5 separate regions of the Mus musculus genome follow, and all the other regions are linked to region 4. The links are chromatin contacts, called in public promoter capture Hi-C maps. All regions are on one chromosome and are shown on one strand. The core of a region is the stretch at or near the end of the contact, and the rest is flanking DNA. Distances in the headings are between cores, read along the strand shown. Region 1 has its middle 21 kb from the start of Gm34201. Region 2 holds the start of Scube1 (signal peptide, CUB domain, EGF-like 1). Region 3 holds the start of Prr5 (proline rich 5 (renal)). Region 4 holds the start of Samm50 (SAMM50 sorting and assembly machinery component). Region 5 has its middle 23 kb from the start of Gm34201.

The links. Promoter capture Hi-C pulls out the DNA fragments that hold promoters and counts their contacts. Capture Hi-C pulls out chosen DNA fragments and counts their contacts.
Region 1: a contact with region 4 is called in a promoter capture Hi-C map of the HPC-7 cell line, with 6 times the contacts expected there. The contact joins the enhancer-like site here to the promoter of Samm50 in region 4. A contact is called at or near these places in 20 of 39 promoter capture datasets (the 3T3-L1 cell line, 3T3-L1-derived adipocytes, the C10 cell line and 14 more), 3 of 484 Hi-C or Micro-C datasets (the 3T3-L1 cell line, 3T3-L1-derived adipocytes and cranial neural crest), 17 of 115 datasets of contacts at active chromatin or transcription factors (embryonic basal ganglia, embryonic fibroblasts, embryonic forebrain and 8 more) and 4 of 9 other capture datasets (adipose tissue, embryonic stem cells, liver and 1 more).
Region 2: a contact with region 4 is called in a promoter capture Hi-C map of neural stem cells. The contact joins the promoter of Scube1 here to the promoter of Samm50 in region 4. A contact is called at or near these places in 2 of 39 promoter capture datasets (neural stem cells and stem cell-derived epiblast-like cells).
Region 3: a promoter capture Hi-C map of adipose tissue shows a contact between it and region 4, with 6 times the contacts expected there. The contact joins the promoter of Prr5 here to the promoter of Samm50 in region 4. A contact is called at or near these places in 14 of 39 promoter capture datasets (the 3T3-L1 cell line, 3T3-L1-derived adipocytes, the C10 cell line and 8 more), 1 of 15 datasets of contacts at CTCF or cohesin (large pre-B cells), 1 of 484 Hi-C or Micro-C datasets (3T3-L1-derived adipocytes), 14 of 115 datasets of contacts at active chromatin or transcription factors (acute myeloid leukemia, embryonic basal ganglia, embryonic forebrain and 7 more) and 4 of 9 other capture datasets (adipose tissue, embryonic stem cells, liver and 1 more).
Region 5: a contact with region 4 is called in a promoter capture Hi-C map of cranial neural crest. The contact joins the enhancer-like site here to the promoter of Samm50 in region 4. A contact is called at or near these places in 22 of 39 promoter capture datasets (the 3T3-L1 cell line, 3T3-L1-derived adipocytes, the C10 cell line and 13 more), 19 of 484 Hi-C or Micro-C datasets (the 3T3-L1 cell line, the 63-12 cell line, the AML12 cell line and 11 more), 25 of 115 datasets of contacts at active chromatin or transcription factors (DN3 thymocytes, the HPC-7 cell line, acute myeloid leukemia and 16 more) and 3 of 9 other capture datasets (adipose tissue, liver and pancreatic islet).

What each region holds. Positions count from the first base shown.
Region 1 is chr15:84,647,330-84,650,390 of GRCm38.p6, reverse strand. No RefSeq gene overlaps it. Among named protein-coding and RNA genes, the nearest start is that of Gm34201, 21 kb to the right of the region's middle. Within about 2 kb of position 1,665, at least 7 of the 459 cell types and tissues checked have an H3K27ac peak or open chromatin away from gene starts, as enhancers often do. A contact at or near this core is called in the HPC-7 cell line, where this site is marked.
Region 2 is chr15:83,723,788-83,726,688 of GRCm38.p6, reverse strand. Scube1 (signal peptide, CUB domain, EGF-like 1) reads left to right here and starts at 1,650. Exons shown (of 22, transcript NM_022723.3): 1 at 1,650-1,870. The coding sequence starts at 1,783.
Region 3 is chr15:84,679,614-84,682,549 of GRCm38.p6, reverse strand. Prr5 (proline rich 5 (renal)) reads right to left here and starts at 1,552. Exons shown (of 8, transcript NM_146061.4): 1 at 1,231-1,552. The coding sequence starts at 1,367.
Region 4 is chr15:84,190,904-84,194,134 of GRCm38.p6, reverse strand. Samm50 (SAMM50 sorting and assembly machinery component) reads right to left here and starts at 1,895. Exons shown (of 15, transcript NM_178614.5): 1 at 1,751-1,895. The coding sequence starts at 1,771.
Region 5 is chr15:84,602,411-84,605,536 of GRCm38.p6, reverse strand. No RefSeq gene overlaps it. Among named protein-coding and RNA genes, the nearest start is that of Gm34201, 23 kb to the left of the region's middle. Within about 2 kb of position 1,781, at least 12 of the 459 cell types and tissues checked have an H3K27ac peak or open chromatin away from gene starts, as enhancers often do.

The DNA of each region.
Region 1 (3,061 bases), core at 416-2,915, 460 kb before region 4:
CTCTTTCTTTCTCTCTTTCTCTCTCTTTCTGTCTCTTTCTTTCTCTCTTTCTCTCTCTTTCTCTCTCTTTCTCTTTCTTTCTTTCTTTTTCTTTCTTTCTTTCTTTCTTTCTCTTTCTTTCTTTCTTTCTTTCTTTCTCTCTCTGTCTTTCTTCCTTCCTTCCTTTCTCTCTCTCTCTATCTCTTTCTTTCTTTCTCTCTCTCTCTCTCTCTCTCTCTCTCTCTCTCTCTCTTTCTTTCTTTCTTCCTTCCTTCCTTTCTTTCTTGGCAAGGTTTCTCTGTGAAGCCCTGGCTGTCCTAGAACTTACTCTGTAGATCAGGCTGGCCTTGAACTCACAAAGATCTGCCTACCTCTGTCTCCCAAGTACTGGGCTTAAAGGCATGCACCACCACTGCCAGCCAACTTTATCGAAAAAAAGCTTCTAAGTGTCTGATTTATCTTGTCCACCCTGAGCCAGAAGATATCGTTAGTTCCCTTCCCACCTTCCAAGACATTCAAATTACATAGTAGAGTGTGGTGATTTCCTAGAAGAATTCTGGGGCAGAGGGAGGCAAGGTGACAGGCAGGGAGAAGTCAGTGGATCTCTACTCGTACTGGCCTCTGTTCCAAAGAGTGTGTGGAAGTTCCATCCCATGGTGGATGCTCCTGACTGCGGAACTAAGAGGATCTGAAATAATGAAGAAAATCAGCATCACCACCTTCTGTTACAGAACTCAAGTTCATTGCTCACCACTGAAGAAGGTAATGACTCAGGGCAAGTTGTTGGAACAAGACAAATGATTTGAAAAGCCAGTCAACTTAAAGATGAGAGAGTACCTTAGTTATGTTCAGCTGAGAAGGGAGTCTCAAATGAGAAATTGCTAAAATCAGATTAGCCTGTGGATATGTCTTTGGTTAGACCATTTTGATTGTTAATTTATGCAGGAGGGCACAGACCACTACAGGTGGTACCATTCTCTAGGCAGGTAGTCCTAGGCTGAATAAGAAAACTAGCTAAGTATGAGCCTGAGTGAGTCAGCAAACCTTGTTCTTTTGGGATTCCTGTTTGAGCTCCTGCCCATATTACCTTCAGTGATGAACTGTGACCTGGAAGTGTAACCAAAATAAGCCCTAAGTCAAGTGTTAGTTAGTTTGTTTGTTTGTTTTTTGTTTTTTCCCACAGTAACAAAATGAAACTAGAACTGGGACTATGATCAACCTGATTCACCCAGAGACCCCAAGAGGCACAGCAGGAGTTGTGTTGATGGCCAGGAAGTAGTGAATGACTGGAGAATCATTCGCAGGCACTTGGCTAAGGAGCAGCACTGCCTTTGTTATCATTTTTGTGTCTTCAGTCTTGAACAGGTGTATCACAGAGCTAGGCAGAAATCTAACCCTGAGGTTGAGGTAGCAAAGGACTCAGGCACTTTATGCAGGCAGAGGTGCAGGGCCTTTCTACCTATGTTTAAGTCCCCTTCTGACAGTTGCAAGACTCTGGGGAAGAGTCAGCACTTTCAACAAAACTAGCCTTTGCGTCTTAGAAAACAAGGGCAGATGAATGCCAGTCAGAAGCCTTATTATCTGCAGCAGGACTAACAGGAAGTAGATACCAGCTGCATAGCCTCCAGAATAAGTATTTTTTTTTAAGTCACTAGAGGTTGGAGGGATTGAAATTTCCCTTGGGTGATCTTTACCACAGATACATTGTAGCAGTGAGTTTATCCTACACTGTTTTGTGTTCCTGGCAGGTCCCACACTTCCAGCCAGGAACTCTTTAGATCTGCAAATGAAAAACACACACATTAGCTTATTTTTAGTATGCTGTTTAGCTCAGTGGTTGGGCACTTCTAATCCTCTGCCTGCTACCCTAGGCCCACTTACCTGAAATCTCACATGGCTGATTGGCTTTATCTCCTGCAGCTCCTATGTCCATCCCTATCTCTTTCCCAAGGCGTGTCAATTCCTCTCTCCCTCTTGCACCACAGCCTATGCAACTCTAAGGGCCCTGCCCCGTCTCCCTTTTCCCAGCCATTGGCTGCTGGCATCTTTATTGATTGATCAAAACCCAACTGGGGACGAGGACCATTAGTGTTTGGACACGCAGATTCCTGATTGAATCAAAGCATTAGAACCAATGTCCAACAACAGGACTCTCAGAGATCCTGGGGTCACCTGCATGGATGTTTCCCAGGTGTGTTTAGGTCTGTGTATCAGTTATTTTTCTCATTGCTGAGACAAAAAATTTACTGACAAAAACAACTGAAGGAAGAAAAGAAGGAAGGGTGTGTTGTAGCTCACAGTTTGAGGGTATCGTCCATCATGGTGAACAAAGTATGGTAGCAGGAGCATGTGATGTCTGGTCATGTTATATCTGCAGCCAGGAAGAAGAGATATTGATGCTGGCACTCAGCTTGCTGTCCCCTTTTTACTCAGTTCAGTCCCTCAATGGTGCCACATATGTTGAGGGCAGAGCATTCCACTTAATTAACTCGATCTAGAAACCGTAGGCTTAGATTTTTCAAAACCTACTTTTATCAAGTGTTCTCAAATGTGTCGACCTCCCCTTCTTTCAGCCCACTGTCCAAAGGTAGGGGAGAAAAGATGATAAATAGGACCAGGGGATGCAGACCTGTTTAGAAATAGTTCTTTGGGGGGGCGATTCTAATCTCCATTTATAGGGATACCAGCAGTTCAGTTCAGTAGTGTCAGGATAGCAAACAGGAATCAGCAGTGGTGGCATGATCCAGCAGAAACCTCTAGGCCTCCACTGAATCAGCAAGAGTCAGCAGGAGTGACCAGAACCAGCCGGGACACCAGGAGGAGTTCTCTGAAGTGCCTCTCTCAAAGAAATGAAGATCAGTGAAGACCTGAAACACAGTCCTCCCAAGGGTCTTGCCTCAGCAAAATACCATGTGAGTCTGCATCACATGATACAACCAGAAACTTCCACTTGAAGAAAATTCCTCATAGACGTGTTTACAGGATCACCTCTTCAGGGATTCTAGGTCCTGCTAAGTTGACCATGTTGGTTACTTTTCTGGTCCCATGATAGCCCATCACAACCATGGTAACTAATAGAGGA
Region 2 (2,901 bases), core at 401-2,900, 470 kb after region 4:
CCCCCCACCCTGCACAGCCCTTTGGTTCTGCCACATGAGCCATGGTCTCCTAGATGAGACCCTCGTTTCTTTTGCACGCTTAAAGAGTGTTAGTTCATCAGCAAACCTGACCTTCAAGTCACTGAAGATAAAGGTTACTGCAGATAAAATTTCCATATTAGCAAAAGAGTCCCCGGGGACTCACGGGAATCCCAAGCCTCCATCCCCCCTGAATATGAGTGGGGATGAGAGCCCCTGAGGAAGAGACATGAAAAACATTGTGCTAAGAAGTCAGAGTTCCTCTCCCAAACTCCCTCACTCCCCCCCCCCCACACACACACAACACATCTCACAAATCGATTGGTTGCACAGGCGAAGAAAAAAATCTCAAAGCCCTACAGCTGAGAGAAGACAAAATAAGGCGTGGTAACAAGGTCCCCCAAATTAAACTACATGGCCAGGAGCAACCAGGGAAAGAAAATGCATGCAGTGGCCAGGGTAGGAGCCTATGGGGACACAGTAGAGGCCAGAGTTCCACGTTTTCCTCCTTGATTCCATCTGCATAACGTGGAAATGGATCCCTTGCCTTAGTCTCCAAACCATTGCCCTAAGCCCACGGGAAGTCTGGCTAGCAGCAGGAGCCGAGACACATGACTTTAACCTTCTGGGGCCTTGGAGGTGGCTGCAAAAGTGTGTGCTGGGGGCAGGGAGGAAGAAAGAGCCAGCGTGGATGGGAACCGCTGGGCGCAACACTGCACAGGCAGAGTGGACAAAAAGCTAAAACTCTAGTCTTTGAATCTGGAGAGCAGGAGAAAACAGGAGCTCTTATTGGTGGTTGTCAAGGAGATGGGCCTTGGGGTTTGCTGAACTTCTTCAGTGTCCTGCCTCCCTCCGGAGCTGAGAGAGGCCATTGAGTGCCCGCCAGGCCTCAAGGCCGAGGGGTCAGGTGTAGACCCCGAGCTGGGGGAGGATCTGGGCTAGGGAGACCGCGACGCCACGGTTCTCCCGCCTCGCTGGGCCTGTCACCCGAGGATCTGGGCTTCGCAGAGCAACAAGAGCCTGGGTAGAGAGAGGTCACTCAATCCGGCCTGGTCGCGCGTCCATTCACTGGGAGAACGGTTCTAGGCGCGACACGCGCCTGTCCAAGACAAACACTCCTATAACCATTGTCCTTCGGGGCAGTACTGAAAAGTTCCTTTGATTTTGTACGCAAATTCTGAAGCTATCGTCCAGAGCTTTCACTGCTGACTAGTGTGTGGCTGTCCCCAGCGGCACTTGGCATCCAGTAGCGGCTCAATAAATTCCTATGTATTGGCTGCGTGCTCTTAGCATCTTCTTCACCATCCCTGGGTGCCTCTGGGCCTTTCTTCACCTCTACTCCCCCAACAGAGTGTGTGCATATCTGAAGGGAAACAGACACCCTGGACCTCGGGGATCAGCACACAAAGAGGGACTGGGGAAGAGCAGCCTGCGGCCCAGTCCAGGCCCCGGGTGACACCCTGTACCGCGACCCCAGCTCTCTCGGCTCCCACCCCCCACCTGCCGCCGGCCCCGGGAGAGGAGGCGGGCCCAGACGCCCGCAGGCCACGCCACCCGACGCCCACTGGACGGCCTCCCGCGGAGCTCCGCCCCCCACGGCCGCGGGCCAATGAGCGCGCGGCTGTCAGCTTGTCCTGCGCGCCGGCTATGTGGCTGGGAGCCGGAGCGGTAGCGGAGCTCGCTGCAGACAGGAGCGCTCGCGGAGCGGTCGCTCCGAGCGTCCCGTGCCCCGCACGCCAGCACCCGGCGCGGCCCGCAGCGAGCATGGGCGCGGCGGCCGTGCGCTGGCACTTGTACCTACTGCTCGCTCTGGGAGCGCGCGGGCGGCTGGTGGGGGGCAGCGGGCTGCCAGGTAAGCGCGAGGACCCAGGGGGATGAGGGCGCGCGGGGTCCTACAGGCTGCCACCCCGCGCCGTCGGAGGCCGCCCAGCGCCGGATCCTGCCTCCTTGCAAAGTAACTTCTGCGATCGCCCGGGGCGCCCGGGGCCGGCGGGGGCGGGGTGGACTGAGGCCCCGGGAGGGGAAGCGGGAGGCCAGAGGAAGAAAGGAAGCGCGACGGCCGCCTGCGGGGCCCGGCATGCGTACGGAGACGGGCGGGGACCCCCGAACCGAGAGCGGCGCTCCCCCGGGGCCAAGGACTGGGCAGCTGCCGCGTAGGAGATACCCGGAGGTGGTCAGAAAGGACGCGCTGAGACTGGAGGGAAGGTGGGAAGATAGAGGGACAGACGGACAGGAGCCGAGGCGTAGTGGGAACAGACAAAAGGGCCCAGGAAGAAGCCCTCAGAAAGACAGCCGCGGGAGGGAAGAGGGGAGAGGAGGCAAGGGAGGGGAGCGAGGAGGCAGTGGACAGCGGAATGGAGAAAGGCAGATCAAAGGACAGAGAGGAGGAGACAGATGGACACCAGACAGAGAGACGGGAGGACTCGGAGGGGCGTCGCCGAGGGAGGGGGCCGAGTGAGAGAGGAAGGATGGAGATGTCTGGGAAGAGATGGACAGATGGACTGTCAGACAGGAGGGGGAGAAAAGACGGACAGACGTAGGGAAGGAGGTGGATGAGAACACGAATAACAGAACAGACATCAGAGAGAGGGGGCCGGAGGCACAGGCACAGCCTTTGGTCCAGGCAGAAGGAACTGCTAGGTGGGGGTGTCCCTCCGTGATCTGAGTTTCCCGGAAGGGGCTTCCGGGCAAAGCTGCACACCGAGTCTCTCTTTTCACATTCTTCCTTGTTCTCCTTGGAGAGGGCGAGGAGGTTCCTGCCTGTCTTGCTCTCCGGAGAGTCCCACAGAGATCCAGTGCTAGGGAGTTTATGCTAGTCCATGCTACTCCATTGGCGCTGAGTTTTCTTCCATGCGCCCATTCCAGAAGCTGGGTCCTGTTGAG
Region 3 (2,936 bases), core at 303-2,802, 490 kb before region 4:
GCACGTGGCGCCATCAAAGCCCTCTGAGCCAGAGGCCCCCAGATGGGGTGAAAGGGTCCCCACAAAATTGCTTCTAGTAACTTCCGAGACACTACTCTCTGAATGTTCCTAGACTTGAGTTCTGAGTTACAGGGTAGACCTACTGTGTGCCAGAACTCATGCTCACAGCCTGATTACACATCTTCACATTTACTCCAACAACAGTCACTCACCCATATTATTAATAAAGAAACTGAGGACCAGAAGTGGAAAACCAACTGCCTAGGGCCACACAACAGAGGAGTGGAGTTGAAATCTGAGCCAAAAGTCAGCATGGCTCCACTAAACCCTGGCCAGAGACAAGGAAGGGGACGAAGAGAGTGGTTGAGCAGTTCTGGGGAAAAGGAGTCTTCCTTCTCTCACAGTTCTGCTCCCAGCCCAATGAGGAGACCGGTGTAGGCCCAGCAGAGAGGGAAACTAAGGTAGGTAGTCTCAGCTCTCAGGCAGGCTGCAGCTTAGTGGAGGAACTTAGGGTCCCTGCTGGCAGCCGGGTGCCCCCCCCCCCCGATTGCTCTCAGACTAGATGAACAGAAGACATGTGTCCAAGTGACAGCCGTGTCCCTAGTGGCAGACCACAGAGGGTGAAGAACCTGGCAGGATTTCTCTGCCAGGTGGAGGGGTGGAGTGGAGAGCCAGCATCCACAAACCTCCCTCAATCCGTGTTTTACTTTGGATGGAAATACTTTTTTTTTTTTTTAATTTTTCCTTAAGGGCCAAGAGGAGACCCACCGGGGAACTATGGCTAAAAGAACTATCTGTGACTGGTTGAGAACACAGCTGGGGGAGGGGCTTCCCACGCCCGGCTGGTCCTGGATGGGCCTCCGGAAGGGTCCGGTAAGGAATGTCTGGCAGCTGGCGCACCCCCGCGGACAGCTGGGAGGCCCGGGGTCCAACTCAGGGAAAGCCACCGCCCACCCCGCGCCGAGGGCCCGACACGCATACAGGAAGTGCAGCGGCGCCCCGCCGGGGGCCCGCGAGGTTCAAGTGCGCCCCTGCGAAGTGGGGGCTCAGAGGCCTCCTGCTCCCCGGCCGCCCACCCACCCACCCACCCCCGGGGAGCGATCGTGGGCTCTAGCCGCTGACACGTTGCACTCACTTCCCTCCCCGCGCACGGCCCGGCGGCGGGGCGAGCTGCGCGCAAAGTGGCGCGGTGCGGTCTCCGGCCACGCCGCTCCGGGCTGCGCGCCTTACCTGTTCCAGGTGGCGTTGGCGCAGGCCCGGCGCTGCTGCGTGCCCCGCTCGTCCGTACCCGCCGCGCCCGGCTCCCTCTTGCCCAGGTCACTGAGGCTGGGCGAACTCATGAACTTCAACCTGCGGAGAGTCCTCATGCTCACCCCGGCCCACACGCGCCCCCGCGTCCCCTACGACGATAGTCGGCGGCTAGCAGCAAGCCCGGCGACCCCGTGGGGTCCCGCCCGGGTCCTGCGCCCCCGCCCGGGGCAGCACTCCCAGCGCGGGGCCCTGTGAACCATGGCTCGCGGCGGCTCAGCGTGGAGCGCTCGGAGCGCAAAAGCAGGCCGGGGGCGGGGCCTCCAGCCTGGGCGGGGCCATAGTGGGCGTGGTCTCCTGTTGGGAGGGCGGGGCCGGCGTCTTGGAGCCCTCTGCGGCCAAAGGGCCAGCTCAAGGGGCTGGCTCCTTTGCTCTCAGCCACCTCCCTTCTTCCCTTCGGAAGCCACCACACAGGAGCCACAGAGCAGTTCAATCCCAACTGTCCACCCGGCACCCAACCAACCCTGTGGTCACACACACACCATGCACAGGGACTCATAGGCTCCCATTAACGTCTCTTGAACTCACTCCCTCTCCAGACACCCATCCCAGGAGGAAAGGCTGTGCCCACAGAGATCTATCCAGACCCCTTCACGTGGACACAGGCTCCGCCCACTGCGGATCAAAGCTTTCTGCCGGGTGCCTCAGCCATCAGCCCCACCCCACCTGAGTTTAGCATGACCAGGCTGTCCTAGAGCCTTTTCTCGGGGGAGGGGCCAGGGACTAGGGTCCTCTCAGGCCGGTACCTTGGATGATTGACTGGCCAGAGGGGTTGTTGCACCGAGAGTTGAAGGAATGGAGGACAGTGGCACCCCCTGAATCCCAGATCCCCTTGTATGGTAGAAGTCAGAGTGTCTCCTCAATCCTGGTGACTTAGGCACAAGGCAAAATGATCCTAGGACAGGACAGCCCTGGGGCATTGAGGCAAATTTGAATTCTACCTGCTGGGAATGTTGTGGGGGCACCCAGGGCAAAATAATCTCTCCCGGGTTCTGCCACCAGAACATGGCAGGCTGGACCAAGGCTCACGAACACACAGTGCCCCTGACACCCCAGCTCCTGACACACAGCCTCCTTCAAGCAAGATCTGGGAGTCCCACTCGTTTTGCCTGCCACTTCCAAGCACAGCCCCAGGTGACTTGCAGGAGAGTAGAGTCATGGTTCAACTCCCACCATCAGCATTTCCTAACCAGCCACTGTGTACTGGACACCCCCACATGCCTGTCTTAGGAGGCAAGGATCAAACAGACAACTCCTTGTTCGCAAGAACTCTCACAGAGCCGAAGGCCACTCAACCTATTGTGAAATGGCAGCCAGGGCAGGGAAGGGCTGGGCTGCTCCTACCTCCTTCATTCAGTCAATGGCCCCAGTGAGGACCTGACTTGGGGGTCAACAGCAGATGAATTTTCCAGTCTCCAAACAACAGGCACCAGCTTTCTGAACCAAGTCAAGGAACCCAGGTCTGGGAGGATGCGGCATTCAGGTGGGGGTGTAGAAACTGCTCACTCAGGTGTACAGTGGTGGTCAGCATGGCTGGGGGGAGGGGAGGGGAGGGGAGCGGAGGGGAGGGGAGGGCTGTCATTGCTCCATAGCACTAGCCTTGTGGCTAGTCCTATGTCCCGGGTGGG
Region 4 (3,231 bases), core at 646-3,145:
TTTCTGGAATTACAGCCACCATGTCCGGGTCCAAAGGGATACCTCTTAAATGTTAGAATTTTGTGACTTCAGACAGTTTCTCCCTTTTTTGGTACTCAATTCCTATTCATGGGATACTGATTAAATGCAATTTTCTTTTGTTCTTTTACTAAGTGAGGGGAAAAGAAAAAGGCAGGTGCATGCCTAGAGCCCTAGTACTCGGGCTGGCAATGGTTCCACGCTAATATGGGCACTTACCAAGGATGACAGACAAGACATCATTTCACGTCACTATTCATTGGGTTCCTGCTGTTAGTAATCTTAAATCACTATTAACGTCTGCCAAGTATGAAAACATCAGGCAGAGGAGGAATGTGCATGTGGATCCATGTGTAATCCAACGGTTGGCAAATCCGCTTTGTAAGGGCAAAGTCTGCATTCTATTATTTAAAAAGTTCCAATGGTCCCTCCTAAGATGGCAAAGCATGACACAAAGTCCTCCAGAGGCCACCAGCCCCACAATCTGGAGGGCAGATGTCACTGTGGTTCACACTTCTGCCACAGCTCAGTATCCTCCAGGACCTGTTTACCAATGGGGATTCTCTCACTACGTAGTGTTTGTTTTGTTTTGTTTTTAGACAGGGCCTCACTATATAGCTCTCGCTGGCCTAAAATTCACTGCATAGACAGGGCTGGACTTGAACTCACAACAAATTCACTGTATCTGCCTCCTGGGTGCTGAGATTAAGGGTGTGTAGTGCCATGCCTAGCTACTGGATCTATAAGCCCAGCTACTCAAAGGTATGAAGGATTCCAAATTCAAGGCCAGCCTGGACTACAGACTGAGCTCCAGGCTGGCCCTGACAGCCTAGTGAAGGAAAATAGTTGAAGAGATCTATGGATATAGCTCAGTGAGTGCTTGCCCGAGATACTGACACATGCTCGTCAGAAGCTTAGACAAGACTACTAATATGAGGCTAGCCTGGGCTACAAAGCCAAAGTCAGAAATAGGGATGGAGGAGATGCTGAGACAGCACAAGGGTCTTCTATAGTTTGCTCTGCCCATTTATGGGGAGGGAGCTCATTCTGCCCAATTCCAGGTTGCCAACTCAATGAAAGCCAACTCAAAAGTGAGGACAGATCGGCAGGCACAGGCACTCGCCCCTTAGGGCCTAATCACCAGAGTTCCATTCCCCAGTTTCCACACCACAAAGTAGGAGAAAACTGACTCCAGCTGTTGTCTTCTGACCTCCACATGCATGCACACACACACACACACACACACACACCCCTTTTTAAGCAATAGTGCTGGGTTGGAGCGATGGGTTCAGCAGGTACTGCTCTTGCAGAGGACCAGAGTGGTTCCTGACACCTATAAGGAGGCTCACAACTCTCTGGAACTACAGTTTCAGGGGATCAATTGCCCCCTTCTGGCCTCCACGGGCTATGCACACAAAGTGCGCGCGCACACACACACACACACACACACACACGCGCGCGCGCGCACACACTGGTGCACATAATAGTAACTGGAAACTGTAAAACAAGGCTGCAAAATAACTTGTTGTGTCTTGTCTTCTGACAAACCCTTCTTCCAAGCCTTGGTGCTGTAAGGTCACCTGGGGAAATTCCGCTGAATGACCTTGGGCAAGTCACCACTGCCCTCCCGACCGCGACAGACAGCCTCCGGCCCAAAGCAGCTCCCACACCCTCGCTGCCGCCCTTGCCCCAGGCGCGCGTGTCCCGCCCAGCCGCCGCGGGGGCCTCTCACCCGGGCGTGCACTGTCCCCATGGCTCCCTCTCCGGCTGCTGCCCCAAGGCGGTGCCCGCGCCCAACCAAACTCAGCTACAAACACAAGAGGCTCGGCTACAGGTCACGGAAGCTGCGTGCCGAGCGCCGCCATGTTGTACCACCTAGGGTCCGCCCCCTGACTCAAGACCCTCCGCTCATTGGTCCGTATGAGAGAGTGACCCGGATGTTCACAAGAACGCCAGGAAGCCCAGTGCAAGCGTGGAGCGTTCAGTGACGCCCAGAAAGCTGCGGTTATGGGCAGAGCTGGTCCCGTGAAAAGGCAACGGAGCTGAGCTCCTCGTTGTATGGGGGCTTACCCCGGTCTAGTCCTTGGAGCCTCAGTTCCACTTCTAAGGTGTGAGCAGAAGGGCGCAAGGAAGACAGAGTGTGTGCTCCGGGAACCGACGGGTCCAGTAAAAAGGGTCTGGGCTGAGGATGGGGTGGAGGCGTCTTTAAAGAGAGTTCGGTATGTAAAGATACTTGCCTCCAAGCCTGACAGCTTGGTTCAATCCTGCAGACCCACATGGTGTTAGGAGCGAACAGACTCTCAGAAGTGAATAAATTTCGCCTTCCCAGACTCCTCAGAAATGTGTATGACATTTAATTTATGTATTTACTTATTTATGAGACAGGGTTTCTCTGTGTAGCCCTGGCTGTCCTGGAACTCACTCTGTAGACCAGGCTGGCCTCGAACTCAGAAATCCGCCTGCCTGTCTCCCAAGTGCTAGGATTAAAGGCGTGCGCCACCACTGCCTGGCGACATTATATTTCATTTAAAGGTTTTTCCTGTGTAGGCCCGAGTGTCCTGGAACTTGCTCTGTAGACCAGGCTGGCCTCGAACTCACTGAGCTCCATCTGCCCCTGGCCTCCAAGTGCTGGAATTAAAGGTGCATGGACCACCACCACCCACATTCATATTTTTAAAAAATACTTATTTATTTATTATATGTAAGTACACTGTAGCTGTCTTCAGACACTCCAGAAGAGAGCATCAGATTTCGTTACGGATGGTTGTAAGCCACCATGTGGTTGCTGGGATTTGAACTCAGGACCTTTGGAAGAGCAGTTGACACGCTTAACCGTTCAGCCATCTCACCAGCCCCAGATTCATATTTTTTAAAAGATGAATGGAGCTCTCTTGAGTGTTCAGGTGAGGACGGTTACATAAACAAAAAAGACAGCTGTGCGTTTGTGTTTTGGTAGCAGAAACAGTTACTGTGCCTCAAAAGAATAATGTAATAAAAGCCACTGGTAGCTCTGAACTGCAGTTTACTAAAGATAGAGTGGGGTTCCTGTCCTCTGACCTGCAGTCAACCTGACACCACTGCACTTGACCACTGAAGCCTAGCTTCCTTTTCCATCCCCTCCTTCCGGGACACTCCTGACCTTTTTCTCGTTAAGCATCTGCAAAGATGGGGCCCATGTTCCCGTGAATCTGAGCCTGACACCATGCAGGGATT
Region 5 (3,126 bases), core at 532-3,031, 410 kb before region 4:
AAAAGGGTTATTATAGTTCCATATCATAGTCTACCATTTCATCAAAGGATGTCAGGGCAGGAGCTGATGCAGAGGCCATGGAGGGGTGCTGCTTAATGGATTGCTCCTTATGGCTTGCTCAGCCTGTTTTCTTATAGAACCCGGGATCAGCAGCCCAGGAATGGCACCACCCACCATGGGCTGGGTCCTTCCACATCAATCATTTATAAAGAAAACATTCTACAGAATTGCCTTCAGGCTAATCTGATGGAGGCATTTTCTTAGTTAAGGTTCCCTCTTTCTAGACATGTCCAGGTTCGTGTCAAGGTGACGAAAACCAACCAGCACAGTGTATCTGCTAAGTCTGCCAGCTCTGTCCTCTGGTATGGGAGCTACACAACAGAGCACGTGCAAAAATGGTTGTGTAGAGAAACCTATCCTGAGAGCAGAAAAAACTTCTGAGAATGGGTGGAACTTGAAGGCTGCTTTGGTTCTTGTACTGGCTGGTTTTGTGTCAACTTGACACAAGCTAGAATCATCAGGGAGGAAGGAACTTTAGTTGAGGAAATGCCCCCATGAGATCCAGCTGTGAGGCATTTTCTCAATTAGTGTGATCAAAGGGGGAGGGCCCAACCCATGATGGGTGGGGCTATCCTTGGGCTGGTGGTCCTGGATTCTATGGGAAAGCAGGCTGAGCAAGCCATTAAGCAACACTGCTTACGGGCCTCTGCATCCGCTTCTGCCTCCAGGATCCTGCCCTGTTTGAATTCCTGCCCTGACTTCCTTCAGTGATGAACAGCAATATAGAAGTGTAAGCCGAATAAACCCTTTCCTCCCCAACTTCCTTTTTGGTCATGGTGTTTTGTGACAGCAATAGAAACCCTGACTGAGACAGTTCATTTGGAGACTACACTTCTCCCTAGAACTTACCATCCTCCTTCTCCCATGACCTGCTCGCTGGGCATCCTCAGGGCCTGCCCATTGAAAGTGCCAGCTCTGAGTTTTGCTGTGGGGTGGCTGGTGCTGGTGGGCCAAGCAGCTCGGTAGGTGGAGTGGGGTGAGAAGTGGTCTTGAGAACTGAGAGTGTGGAGCTGGAGGCCACTGGCTGCAGGAGGCACAGAATGGACCTCGTGGTGCTGGGCCTGGGCTGAAGGCTGTGAGTTTCTCAGCAAGCTGTGGGATTTGGGGAGTAGGCAACCTCACTTGGCAAAGGCAGGGAAGAGCTATTGGTTACAGCAGGGAGAGAACCAAGCACGTGCCTAGGAGCACCCTCACTGGTGAGCCTTTGGATACAGTCTCCCCAGGCTACAGAGCAAGCAGATCCCCAGATCCAGGCTCCTAAGGGGCTTAACGAAACCGTATTCCCACGACTCTGCCTGCTACAAAATCCAAGCACATGGTGCCACAGGTAGTCTCTGAAGGCTCCAGGAACCTGCAGTTCCTCCTGGCCCTGGGCCACTCCAAACCATTGCTGATGCCACACATTGTCTCAGTATCCTCTCTTCCTCACACGAGGACCCCACTCGTCTACTCACAGCCACCAAACACTGCCTGGTCTTCTTTGCTAAGACCTTGGTTCCAAACGGAGTCAGGAGACTGAAGCTTGGAGTATCTGTGAGTTTTGGTGTATGCCATTCAGCTTGCTACTGGGACAGGGCATCAGGTCACACATGAACCCCACAGTCTGCTGAGCACCCCTTGCAAATCACAGGAGCCGGTCTCTGACTCCTAGGCTGTTGGCCACCAGGGCTCAGTTCCTGCCAGGAGTTGGCTGAGCGCTGACGTAGGTACTGACCACAGCAGCTCTAATGTTCCCCGTAATTGCATTCCCAGGCCCAGGAAACTCTCGCTTGCCTCCCTGAGACATGCAGAGAAGGCCAGTAATTAGATATCTGCCTTCCCAAATCACTCCTTTTTTCAGAGTTAGAAGTAATTTTCTGTCTGGGAATAATTAACTTTGAGGACCTGGGCGAGGTCTGCGGGAGGAAGAAGGTGGCTGGAAGCCTCTCTGAAGAAAGCTGGGAGCTAAGCTTCAGGCCATGGGTGGCCTGTGTCAGAAGTGGGCCCCAGGTATCCAATTACCTAGTGGTCCTGCCTGTCATCTCCTAATGACTCCCACAGCTTCCTAGAACAGCTCTGTTTTTCAATGTCATCTCCCGGGATTGTACTTCAGGTGGCCTGGGACTTGGAGGGGAGTAGATTTAAGTCCAGATCTAGGGCCTTCAAGGCAGGGATCTAGTGGTGATGTCATGGGCAACTGTAGGGTATGTGTGAACCAGGACAATGGATGGTAGCTGTTCAGAAAAAGCCTTAAAATTGCTGGTCCTGATGACAGAGGTGGTGGGATCAGTCGGCGAGGACGAGGGGTACTGGCTGTCCTCACGGTCTCCCAGTGGATGCAGAAGCTACAGCCAGGCCTCATAGCCAGGAAGGGGCAGAGAAGCCAAGAAAGCTGCGATGATCCCCAGGGATGCCCAAGGCTGATTTCTGGGAAGGTTCTGCCCCTTTATTTCCTCATAGGCTGTGGCATCCCTGTTGATCTCAGGCAGTGGCCGAGACCCTCAGTCAGGGCCACTTTAGGCCCAGGGATAACAACTAGTACGTCCCTTTCCCCTCCTCCTGCAAACTTAGGCCCAAGCGATATGGGTACATACCCAGTGACCCACAGGGTAGAGCTGGATCCAAGATGGCACTCAGTTTACCTTCCACCTGGGACTGTAGGCTGGTTCTAGATCCTTCTGTCACTAAGTGACCTTCAGATAAGGAGCCTGTCTAAAGAGATGGCAAGGTGAATGATGTTTAGTTAGGTAAGGGTACCTGCTGGGTCCCTGTGGGTTTTGGGATAAGAGTGAGTTTCTCCTGTGGTACCACACACACAAGGCTTGAGTGTGTTCCTGGGTCCCCATCCTCAAGTGGCCATTGAGAGGCAGAGGCCAAGGTTCCAAGGATGGGTGTCTCAGGGCATCTTGAGTCTCAGGTGTGCCAACAGCAGCCCTGAGAGGGCTTCTAGACTGAGATGGGGTTCAGGCTCTGTGGAAGACCACGATCTTTGGTGACCCAGAGGTCCAGGAGGGTGGCAGCCAAGCAGAGGCCAAGTTGTGAGTCCCCATGAGGGTAGGGGACATATCAGCCAGTGGGTACAGAGCT